Linked DNA regions of Rattus norvegicus: region 1 is linked to region 2. The links are chromatin contacts, called in public Hi-C maps. All regions are on one chromosome and are shown on one strand. The core of a region is the stretch at or near the end of the contact, and the rest is flanking DNA. Distances in the headings are between cores, read along the strand shown.

Region 1 (6,746 bases), core at 1,031-3,530, 340 kb before region 2:
CGAGTATTATGGATAATATTCCATACCTAAGTGAATCGGATTTATGTAGTTGTCACAGCTGAGTATACAGAATAATTACTGTACAAGTGACATTTCCAAACATTTAGAATGGCATCTGGTTTAGTGATGAGAAAACTGAGTGCTAAGTGGCCTTTTTGGTTGCCTTGATAAAACACCCTGACAAAACGACTGGGAGAGAAAGGTTTTAATCGGCTTTACATTTCCAGAGCCAAAGAGTCCATCGTTGGTGGTGGTGAAGACATGGCCACGGGAGCAGGAATTGAGCTGAATACATTGAAAACACACCCAGGAAACTGGGCTGATGTGTCCTGTTAACTTTGCTTACATAAATAGCTCTCAGCAGGGCTATCGCAGATGGGGGCACACTTAGTTCTTTCTTAGTTGTACTGGTGACAAACCGCCATAGAAGTGCTGGCAGGGTGTAGTGTGGTACCTGGAGAGGAGACAAGGTGTAGGTGTTGTGTTTTATGAAAAGATAAGGAGAGAAGGAATATGTTTGGTGGATGTGTAGTCAGGTGTGGGGGAAGGGGTGCCTCTGAGGGCCCATACTGAGGCATCCCTTACCCCCGCGGGATCAGCCACATGGCCATATTATAGTATAGAATAGAGTTTATTAAGGGCATGGGGGAGGGGAGTTGAGAGGGTAGTAGAGACGGAGAAAGGCAGAGAGAGAGAGAGAGACCGGTCATGTGGGAATGGGGAGGGAGGGGGAGCAGGAGTGAGGGGACAAAGCAGGAGGAAGAGTGCAAGAGATTGAGGAGGGGGCAGGCAGCCCCTTTTATAGTGAGTCAGGCACAGCTGACTGTTGCCTCCCATGTAGAGGGAGAGAAAGGAGGAAGACGTTCTGTTGATTGTTCTTAGGACTGCATGGATTTCATCATGAAGCTCTGCCAGGACCCAGGTACCTCTCAAAGGCTGCCATCTTCAAATATCTGTACACTGGGGGTCCAACAGGTGAAATGTGGAGGACACAAATACTCTGTCCACATCAGTTGATGTCTCTTGATGCTTTCTAAAACACCTGTTATTTCTAGGTGGTTGAGTGGCCCGGTTTCTCCCCAGTATTAGAGGCGTCTCTAGACATGATGATCCCCATACACCGATTCCTGTTTCACGCACACTCTCTTTATCATTCCCTTTCACAACTCCACTGCTCTGCTTTAGTTGTTAACATGGATGCTTCTGCTGTCTTCCCCTCACTTCTTGATCCTATTGCTATCCTCTTCCATTTTTATTTTTATTTTTTGTTAAATTAGTATGTACACTGAAAACAGCTTTCCCTTTAAGAATTACCACTATTTAATCTGTTTTGTAACAATGACTACAGCCAATTGGTTTTTACTATTAGGCCCAGGTTGATAGTGCTTGTCATTTTCATGTCTTATTATGTTATTCGGTATCTGAGGGGATGGGATTAGTGTATGTGTGTGTGTGTGTGTGTGTGTGTGTGTGCGCGCGTGTGTGTTTTGTTTGACAGGGTCTCATGTATCTCGGCCTGGCTTCAGACTTGATACGCAGCTAAGAATCATCTGGAATTCCCGATCCTTTTGCTTCCAAGTCCCAGATACTGGGATTCCAGACATGAGCCACTGCTCATGGTGCTGGCAATGGAAACCAAGGCTTTGTGCACACTAGGCAGGCACTCCACCAATTGAGCTACATCTCCAGCACATCGCTGATTGTTTTAAAAGTAGGATTTACAGGGAGATTTTGTAGATGAAATGTGTTTGACACTGAATTCCTCTCTTGCTGTGTTTACCGTGACTTTTGGTTGAATTCTGTCACACATTATATCTGGTTTTTAGGACATTAGCATGCATGTACATTCTCCAAGAGTGTGGTTCGCGTCTGTGTAAGACTTGAAGTCTCCAAACTCATTGAAATTCAGCACTTGTGCTGTGTTGCTAATGACGGCCTCATGCTCTAAAGACTTAAGATTCAAAACTCCGGGCCTGTAACATTCTCCTTACCCTGTGTCTAATCATTTAGAATCCCTCAGCTTTATCTGTTGTGTTTCCCACAATTGATGCATTTTCAATTTCTCATGCTGCCACAATCTGGTTTCTTTACTAGTTTTTCTATTATACTCTCAGTTTCGTGATTTTCGCTGCTGTGGTTTGAATTCCTAATGTCTTTCACTCGCTTTAACGCTTGGTCCCATCTGGTGGTGCTGTTTGGAAGGCTGGGAGGCCTTTAGAAGGTGGAGTCTCTGAAGGAGGTGGGTCCCTGGAGGACCTCCTTTTATGGTCTGGTATTGCTTTCTGATTGGCTAACACGTGAGCCTGTAGCTGGCACACATTTCCTGCTGCCAAGCAATGACTCACTCCGAGTCTTTCCTCCAGTGATCATTTGTATTCCTCCAGCCATCCGCAACCCTGGTAAAGTTGCTTCTCTGAGGAATCCTGTCAGAGTGACAAGACAGCACCAGTGCATGTCTCCTCTTCCCGTATTTTACTATCAGGTCAACTACCCGATGGAGAGCCTTTGCTCACAAGTTATGCTGAGTATTTCCTGTTCCATCTCAAGCTGCACCTAGGAGCAGGGTCCCCGGGGGCTCTACCCCTTCAGCCTTCCCTGCCTTCTCATCTCTTGGCTTCCAGCTGCTTCACCCCTCCCATTTCCAGCAGTGGCTTTTATAGGACTTTAGCGAGAGCAGGCGAGGAAATAGGTTATTTATTCCCTTAGTTTTCACTTGGTGTATTCTGGCTGTACTCCTCCAAAGGCCTTAGTTACACATCCATGATCATGGGCTGGTTTAGACAGTTCTGGAGGTGGCACCGGGACCTCGTGCCTATTACATGAGTGATCTACCACTACCTACTGGAAAGTGTGGATCTGCAGGCTGAAGCTGAGTGTTACACCTCAAGCTTCTATTCAGCTCTTTCACATCTTTACATCGTCCCTTTGCTCCAGGAAAACATTCATGTTGAGTAGAAAACAAAACAAAACAACAACAAAAAACAGTGTGTAATGCTTTTTTTTTTTTGGCTGGGAGTATGTTATTTCTCTAATGTCACTTGTCGAAATCTTGTTACCCTTTTTTTCCCGTGACCCTTGATTTCACACACCACCTCTGCTGTTGTTTATTTCATGGTTTAAAATCCATCCTTCTGCTAGCGTCACTTATTCTTGTCTGTTCCGAAGCAGGTATTTCCATCCTTGTAACTGTTGATGTGATTGTTTTTGCGTCTTCAACTTTGTATGTTCTTTGTGGGAATGGTTGTATCGGTTGCATGGTTAGTGTCGATAACAGTGTAAATATTGTTAATATAGAGACAGTAAATTACATTGGTTTAACGGAAAGAACGGACTATTTTAAGGTAGGAACGTGGTCCAAATCACACAGACTGCTTAAATATCCCAGTTATTATATTGTAGTGATGGTAAACTGGCTTTGACTGACATGGAGGTAGATGATAAAGGAAACTCAGAAATATCTCAACTCATTTATTTACTTAAGCAGTGTTTGTTGAATTTTTGTCCATCAGGAATTTTCCTAACCACTTTAAAGCATCTTCACTGACGTCCAGCAACAGGGATTTCTCTAATAGAGAATTAGAATTCATGATTAGCTATTTAATTAGCAATTTTATATTATTTGCTGTTATTGATTTCTCTGTGTATCCCTGACTGTCCCGGAACTCTCTCTGTAGACCAGGCTGGCCTTGAACTTAGAGATCAGAAATTTTATAATTAACCTTATGGATGGTTTTCAAGCGAGTATTACTCAATTCCAAGGCTTTATAATAAACTTCATAACAATGTAATAGTTTTCCACTTGTTGTAATATTAAAAAACAATCCATGCTATTGCCGGCTAGTCTCCAGTCTGCGGTCTACCGGCCCCCATGGCTAACCCCATGTAGCTTCCGCCCAACTTCTTGAAGTTCACAGCCACTGAAACTGCTCACATTCCTAGTCATCTATCCCCCGAGGCTGGCTGCTGCCAAACCCACTCAGCAATCTCAAATCTCAGCAATCTCAAATCTCCGTGGCTAGCTGGGGTCGCACTCTTGCAAACTTCATCATGGTTACCTTTCCCTGGAGCTCAGCTGAATAGCCTTGAAATGGAAATCAACAGACAATTTTAGTTTAGAATCAAGAGATAACACAATTGCTGAGCTCAGAATCTATCATCCTAAATTCACCAACTATTCTTTGTTAGAAATCTTCCGGTAAAGGACCCTGATGGATTCAGCCTCCAGAACTATCGGCTCTAGGCCTTCATCTTGTCTGTTTTGCTCCCTCTGTCCAAAAGGAAGTCCCCTCTACCTGCCTTTCCTCTTTCTCTCTCGGACCCGGAAGGCCCGCCTCCTTCTTGCCCAGTGATTGGCTTCTTGTCGTCTTTATTATTTAATCAATTAGGAGAAAATTCCGCCACACCATGCACTAAGTATTTCACAGTGAAGAGTTTCCTCTGCTTCTAGAATTATACGACTATTTTGCTCTGTGACTTAACAGAAACACAGCAGCCAACTGGTATGAAAAAAAAAAAACGTGCCACAGGGAATAGACATGGTGGCATTTTAACTTAAAATTGCCATTCTCACATTATAAATCGTGGGTTCTTTTGTTTGTCTGTTTGATCAGTAAAAATCTTATTTATGGGTCAATGAGGATCCTTTCCAGTAAAGAAGCAGATGGATGTGGTAAAATTGAAGCTTGCTAATGAGAGAATTTATCTGCTGCTGCTCTGCTGTCCTCTAAACACATTTCAGTTTAGTGCTTTTATTCTGCACTCTGTCTTTTTCTTTATTTTCTTTTATTTTTCTTTTCTTTTCTTTTTTTCGGAGCTGGGGACCGAACCCAGGGCCTTGCACTTGCTAGGCAAGCGCTCTACCACTGAGCCAAATCCCCAACCCCTAGTGTTGAGTTCTTGAAGAAGGAAGAAACCAAACAGAACTGTTGCGAGATATGGATGCTAATTTGGTCACAGAAGTACTCAAATGATAAAATGAACATTGGTTAGCTATTTAGAAGGAGCAGGAGTATGTTTCCGGTTCTTATGCTTGGGAACTTTGATGAGCTATCTCCAGGGTGGTGATGGAAGGGAACAGATGGTGTAGAGGTCTAAGAGGCCCCGATGTGAACTCTCCTGCCCACTTGTGCTTGGTTTGAAGGTCCAGCCTTCTGTGTTCTTGGTGGGACTACTCTGAGTCACCCAGTATCACACAAGGTTGTATCCTTCTAGCAAATTATTCATTTTCTGGGAACTTGATGTTTCTCATCTGTGACTGACTGTGTCTAAATTAATGTTCATTTTATAGTGTAATAAACTTGAGTCATTTTTTTCTCATTACACAGAATGAAAATAGCCACCACCAATAACAAATCAAAGGGGCTATAAAGCAATGGATATTCCAGGGGAATTTCTAAGGTTCTTATTGTTTCCTCCAGGACTTGGAAAATCAGAAAACAAGGTACATTGCTCTTCACTTTAAGGAAGCCAGACTCCCCAAGGTGAGCATTACTTTCCCACCCAGTAAAGCTGAAAAAAAAAACAAGCCAAAATGTCTTTAAATCTTATTGCTTGAGGGGTTGTGGATTTAGCTCAGTGGCAGAGCACTTGCCTAGCAAGCACAAGGCCATGAGTTCAGTCCCCAGCTCCGAAAAAAAAGAAAAAAGAAAAAAAATCTTATTGCTTGAAAAGGGTAATAGAAATTTTCAATTTCCCTCCTCCTTTTGACCTCTCTTGACAGTTCTGATGGGAGATCTCTGTGGATCTGACTTACCTGCCAGTCTGGAAGTTCAGAGAACGAGGAACAGAGGGTTAATTAACACTGACACAGACAATCTCTGGCTCTAAGTTCTTGTATCTTTTTCTTTCTTTCTCTTAGGTCATAATACAAACTTCTGCCCATCTCCACCTGAATTTTTTTCTTTATGGCATTTTTTTCTACGTTCATATTTTATTCAATTTGGAAAAAAGGTTTAAATAACATAATATGAAGAAGATTGAGACTGTGGACTTTGGAATTTGCTGCTCTGATGAAGTCACATGATCCACTCTCCCTTTCAATGCTTTTTTTCTTCAACAAAGTTTTACAATCTGATTTTTTCTCATTGTTTGCAGAACCATAATTTGCTCATGATATGTGGGACTTGTTTCTATGATAAAGGAGACATTTTACCCTTAAAGGCAGATAAGGTGAAGACAGTATCTTTTTTTTTCTCAAAATTTTTTCTTTTGAAAATAATAGTATCTACCCATAAAGTTGTATTTATTCTTCACAAAGTATTAAAATGCTAATATATGTGAAGAATTTAAGCTTTTACAATACTAACCCACCAGCAAGGTATGCTCCCTGCTGCAATAGTGGGTGACCACTCTGGGGCAACTGGTGGCTGATGACATTTGAGACTATCTAAAAAACGAATAATTTCATGATGTCCTAGAGAGAGTCCTGTGAGAACATTGACAGGACTGGGGACAACAGAAGCTTTAGAACTATTCTTGTCAGTGTAAGGACTATATCTGCCATACATATTGGCCTCATCACCAGGAAAGCTTGAATCATTTTTCCAACAAGGATGTCATGTTACTCCCAGATCTAGGTCCTTACTTCAAACTTCATGTCTTAGATCTCCAGGTCCTCCCATCTCACCCCTCACTGCATGAATCATTTCCCAAATGCAGTCAGCTTCTTCTGGAAGCAGAGATGAGCCTTGCTACTAAACTACCTGTTGCTTCTTTACAAAAAGAGCATGAATCAGATTCTAAGACAA
Region 2 (6,144 bases), core at 2,618-5,117:
ACAAAAGGTCTCCCTGCCCGTGTCTGAGCAGCATCCTAAGGGCTCCCGTGTCTCCTGTCTCAGAAACTGAAGATTATGTCAAGTAACTGGACTATTTGCTAGGCGTGGCCCATGAAAAGTAAAAATCAATCGTAGTCAGTGGGTTGCTGACTCAACTGTCTGATGCCAATGATATGGTCATTTGATACCTAACATGGACCAAACAATGCCCAGCTACCTAGCAGGACACTTCTTACAGATTTCATCACCTTGACAGCTTCACATCTTGTAATCTGCAAAGCTTCTGGGAGAAAAAGGTGCCTTGGTGCTCTGCCTGGGAACGAGTGTGGTGGAAAGGGACAGAAGCTGTGCTTTTTTCTGTGAGGTGGAACAGGTGTCCTTTCTCTTCTTACAAGTGTAAGAGAACAACCATTTTTTTTTGTTACAGTAACAATTATTATCAGAGGGACTTCAAAACAAATTTACAGCCAAGCAGAATATGAATACTAAATTAGTATCCTATGTTAACTCCTCCAAAGACAGTAGGAAGTCCACATTTTTACTTTTTCTTGCAGTTAGAAAATGTGCAAATGCCATTTCTCATGTTGGCATTTACCAGTAAAAACGCAGGTCGTGGGGTTCTTGTAGCCTCCTTACCTACTAAGGTAAGGACTCTGTTCGTGTCTTTGTAATGGAAATGTCAAGTTTGCACCACAGCTCTTTCTGACAATGTGCTGCTATGTATTTTAGTGGTACATCAAAGAAATTGCAACCAGTTCTTAAAATGTGCCTATTCCTAGACTGGGAAGAAGGCTCTGTCGGTAAAGCATTTGTCACAATATGAGGACTGGAGTTTGGATCACTGGCACCTAGATAAAGTGTTGGGTAAGTGTGGTGGCCACGGTAACCCTGAAATCAGAGTAGAAGGGAAACAGAAAAGGAGATCCCTGGAGCAAGCCAGCCAGCTTAACTGACACATTAAGAGAGCCCTGAGGTTCAGTGAGAGAATTTGTCCCGTACATAAGATGAAGCATGATCAAAGAAGACACTTAACCTCGGCCTCTAGGCACAACATGCAAAAGCACACAACAGTGCCTGTGCACACCTCCACACACACACACACACACACACACACACACACACACACATGGATGTACAGCACACATACATGTACACATGAAGAAACAAAAACACCTATTTTGAAACTGAATTTCTCCTCCGATACGATCTCATATTGAATTCATTTTCATTGTTTTATAAAAAATGAATGTATAAAGTGTTAGCTAAAATACAACACATTGGGATCACCCAACTATACAGCCACCCCATTCTGTGTTTCATGGGCATCTTTATGCTCTGGCCCTAAGGGCAGGACTCCTGACAGTTGTGCTATGCCGGGACACTGCCTCTAAAGCCATGCTGGTTCAGTGAAGTGTTTATTCTGGGAGCTTCATTTCCCTCTGCTTGGCTACCTACACCCCATTCTTCAACCACAGCAGTAAATGTCTAAAATTGGTGCTGGTTCTGGTAAACATGGTGATGACATCAGCCCGTGCTCCAGCTACTAGAGAACAGTGACCACTCAGTCACTTGTGGGCAGTTAGGTCCCAGCAGTGCTGTCCTATCTGTATCACCCCAGGCCAGTCACCACGGGGGATCTCTAAGGTTTGTCATAATCAGGGAGAGTGGGTAAAAAGAAGAACCACACAACCATTTCAAGGCAGATTTAACCTCATGTGGCACATAAATATGATGTCCCTGACCTCACTGAACTGTACATGTAAATGGTTGAAATGACAAATTTGTTAAATGATGTGTGTGAGAGAAAGAGAATCGAGAGGGGGATAGGAGAGGGAGAGGGAGAGGGTGAAGGAGCTAAGAGGAGGGGGAGGGGAACAGAGAGGAGGAGGGGATCAGAGAAGGGGAGGGAAAAGAGAACAGAGAGGGAAAGAGAGAGGGGGAGGGAGAGGGAGAGGGAGAGGGAGAGGGAGAGGGAGAGGGAGAGGGAGAGGGAGAGGGAGAGGGAGAGGGAGAGGGAGAGGGAGAGGGAGAGGATCGAGTCTACTATGTAATGGTTGATAACTGTGCTGCACTATGGGGATGCTGCTCTGCACATTAAGCCAGGCTCTATGAGTCCTAAGTAAGCATCCATTCTTCAAGAATTAGCAAACCACACTTATCCACAGAAGTTTCTAGCTACAAGTGCTACAGAAGAAAACCTCAAAAGCACCATGTGAGAGTTGGGGATAGGGAGCATGCGGAAGCACAGCTTCCTCTGGGTAGTTCTGTGATGGATAGCATGGGGGGAACCAAGGACCAAGAAACCCTTACCTCCTGTCCCTGGAATTGCAAAGATCTGACATTCCCTCCATAAGGATGGGGGTGGGGCACAAGACCCCAGTGACCACTCACCAAAAGGTGATGGTGTTATTGTGTGTGTGTGTGGGGGGGTTTGTTATTGGAGAGTCCTCCACTTCGGTGTACACACTACCTACCGGCTTCCTAGGGGCTGCAGCAACTCTGCCTTCCGCCCCTCCCTGCAGACAGTAGCTACCTGAGAACCTTTAGCGCTGGCACAGAGCGACAGCGTGCCAAGAAATCGCTGGAGAGGATGGGGTAACCGTGTGGCTGAAGGTGTAGGAGCGCAGACTTGCCTGGCTCTCAGGTACCGAACTGTCTCAGCGGGATTAAAACTAAAACACAAGTTGGGCTTGAGTTGTCATCACATCTCCATTCAAAACACAAAGGGCAAAGTCAGTCTGCACTGGCTTGAGCAACGTCTGCTCACCTCTGTGCGCAGGCTGTTCGAATCTTCACAAGCGCCTGGCAAGCCAGGGCGGACTCAACTGGCTCTTGGAAGCTTCACAAGCGGCTGAGGCACTTGACTGGAGGCTGCAACCCTGGGCTGCAAGAGCAGCAGAAAGTCTCCCTCCATTTACCGCTCGCTACAAGTTCCCACTGTACCAACTACTTACCAATAGCGGCGACCAGCAGACGGACAGTACACACATGATCCCCATAAGCTGGATGGCCGTCTCCGTGGTGATCCGGCCCCACTGGGCGCTGGACTGCGAGGCGGCGGCTTTGGCCCGGCAGCGGGACACCAGGGCTTTGATGGTCGCCAGGTTGCAGGCAAAGGTCACCACCAGAGCCAGCAAGCCTAGACAGGCGAAGGCGGAGGCAAAGGCCACGCTGCCCGGCTCCCGCGCAGAGTCAGTCTCGTTGCCCGCCGGCCCGGTGCTGATGAAGCACCACGTGCCGGGCCACTGCACGCTGTAGCGGCCCACGCCCAGCACAGGCAGCAGCGCGAAGGCGAGCACAGACAGCCACACACCCAGCAGTACCGCGCGCGTGGCGCGAGTCTTCATGTGGCTGGCATACCAGTGCGGCGCACGGATAGCCAGGGCGCGCTCCACGGCCATGGCGCTGGCCACCAAGAGCGAGGACAGTCCGAACACTGTCATGGTCAGCCCGAAGAAGGTGCACAGGCGCCCCGATGGGTCGAGTTGCTCCCAGCGTCGCTGCGACAGGTACACGAGGATGACCACCGGACTGGTCAGGAGCTGCCCCACCAAGTCGGTGAGCGCCAGCCAGCCAATGCACAGCAGGAAAGACTTTTTGCGTTTGCTCTCCCGGCGTCTATAGCTGCGCGACACAAGCAACATGGCCAGCGCGTTGCCCACGAAGCCAGTGACCATCATGGTGATGGGGAAGGCCACGGACACAGAGCCGCAGCCGTCGGCAGCACTTGACTGGTTGCTGTGCGCTTCAACCGAGTGCTCCGGCGCCCACACGCCGGCCATAGTGGCGGGGCCGCGGTAGGGCGCACAGGGCCGGAGCCTCTGGGCTCAGCTGCGGGGTTGCAGCGGAGCGCGCTGGAGGACGGCGGGGCCCGGGGCTCTGCTCTCCATCGCCCGCCGCCGCCCGCGCTAGGCTGCGGGGACTGGACAGGCGTCGCCCGACGCCGCGCGAGGCTCCTCCCGCGCCTTGGAGCTCGAGGGGCGGTGCCGCGAGTGGGCAGGCAAAGGGCGGTGTCAGCCGGGATTACCTGGCGCCGCGCCCCCTAGGCTGCCTCTTCAACTCTGGGACTCTGTAAAGTGCTCAACAGCCTTTGGGTTACATGATACTGTAACATGTTACATGATACATGATAGGCGAAATCTGACATATTAGTATCTGCGTGAATCGCAATGCTGATTTCTTCTCATGTTTGGCTATCATTGAAGTTGATATATATATATATATATATATATATATATATATATATATATAATTTAGGAAATATATTTTTTACTTTATATATTTTTCTATATAGTATATAATTTAGATAGATAGATACCCACAGCTGGGAAAGAATAGAGATAAGCTTGTGTCTTGTCTTCCTCAAACTATTGCCTTATTTACTTTGGACTAATTCCAAACTCATATTGGTAAAGTATTTTTCTAGGATAATGTCAGTTTAAAAGTGCAAAACCAAAACCAAGTAAGCACACAGGTGAGAGCACATATCAAATTCACATTTTCACTGAGGCATTCCAGTGTAATGATATATTTAAATTTTAAGAGCATTTTGGAATTCATACATCAAAGAAAAATTCTTAGTTATATCAAAGAATTGTATATTTATTAACTGACTTATTTACATTATTGTCTCCCTCTCTATGTTCTACCCCAGTGTGTGTGTGTGTGTGTGTGTGTGTGTGTGTGTGTGTGTGTGTGTGTTATGTGAGTGTGAGTCTGAGCATATTTACATTGAGGTCAGACTTCAGCATCGGGTATCTTCCACTGTGACTCCCACCAGCCTGGTAAGGCCTCGCACACCCCAGCCCAGCAGCCAGCTTTATTTTACTCAGGTGTTGGGAATCCCAAATCAGGTCTTCCTTTGAGTGGCTAGCATTTCCCAGCGCCCTAACGCTTACTGAGAATGCCCACCATGAGAACTTGTGTTGACAAAGATGGTTAATCTCTTAACAAAGTTTCAGAAACCCTTCCCTTCTTGAGGCATTTTCCAGTCAGAGTTATCTACGTTTTAGCTGTTAAGCTTGCAAATAAGTAACTTGTAGGTTCTTCTGGTTGATTTCCTGTTGGTTCCTTTGCTATCTGCCTTAGTTCATCTGAAACAACACTCCCCTCTAGTGGCTAAAAGGCTAACATGCACTATTCTATATTAAAGAGTTTTTTGGTTTGGTTTTGTTTTGTTTTGTTTTGTTTCCTCCAAAAGGATGTCCCTACCCCCAACCCCTACCCCACCAGACCTCCCCACTCCCGGGGGGCCTCAAATCTTTTTCGAGGCATAAGTGCATCTTCTCTCACTGAATCAAGATCCGGCAGTCCTCTGCTGTACATGTTTTGGGGACCTCAGCTGCCTGGTTGGTGGCTTATTGTCTGAGAGATCTGTTCCTACAGGATCAACCTCCTCCTAAGCTTCTTCCAGCTTTCCCTCATTCAACCACAAGGGTTACCAGCTTCTGTCCATTGGTTGGGTTTAAATATCAGCTGCTGCTTGTTGGGCCTTTTGGAGGGTAGTCATGCTAGGCTCCTGTTTGTAAGCACACCACAGTATCAGTAATAGTGTCAGGCCTTGGAACTTCCCCTTGAGCTGGATCCCAATGTGTGCTGATCACTTCCTCTTCTCCATTTTTCACCTGCAGTTCTTTCAGACAGGAACAATTCTGGGTCAGAGTTTCTGACTGTGGAATGGCAACCCCATCCCTCCACTTGATGCCAGTCTTTCTACTGGAGGTGAACTCTACAAGTTCCCTCTCCCCACTGTAGGACATCTCATCTAAGGTCCTTCTCATTTCCTGGAGTTCACAAATTGGGCTGGAATAACTAGTCAGGGATCCTCAGGGATCCATGCCCCCATTGCTGGGATTACAAATCTAGATTACTAGATTAATCATTTCCACATAGGAATGAGCTTAGCCCTGTTCTTGCATCTCTGATTAACCAATAAACCAGTGGAGGCTGAAATCAAAGGAGCATATTTTCATATTTCAAAAACATCAAAGCTTATATTGTCACACCTTAAATTCTAAAATAATTTCAATAAGCAAATAATCTATCTCACCTGTATCTTGTTTTTAGATTCAACCACATTTTTATTTTTAACTAATGCATTTGAACTTATTTAAGACATTAAACTTCCCTAGGGACATAGCCTCA

Evidence for each region. A called contact is a pair of places that touch in the nucleus more often than the background predicts.
Region 1: a contact with region 2 is called in a Hi-C map of liver, with 10 times the contacts expected there. The contact joins the enhancer-like site here to the promoter of Ptger3 in region 2. A contact is called at or near these places in 7 of 12 Hi-C or Micro-C datasets (the A7r5 cell line, the Rat2 cell line, Schwann cells and 3 more) and 1 of 1 datasets of contacts at active chromatin or transcription factors (oligodendrocytes).

Annotation. Positions count from the first base shown.
Region 1 is chr2:249,603,800-249,610,545 of GRCr8, reverse strand. No RefSeq gene overlaps it. Among named protein-coding and RNA genes, the nearest start is that of Cth, 54 kb to the left of the region's middle. Within about 2 kb of position 2,280, at least 28 of the 93 cell types and tissues checked have an H3K27ac peak or open chromatin away from gene starts, as enhancers often do. A contact at or near this core is called in liver, where this site is marked.
Region 2 is chr2:249,262,805-249,268,948 of GRCr8, reverse strand. Ptger3 (prostaglandin E receptor 3) reads right to left here and starts at 3,867. Exons shown (of 3, transcript NM_012704.1): 1 at 2,955-3,867. The coding sequence starts at 3,782.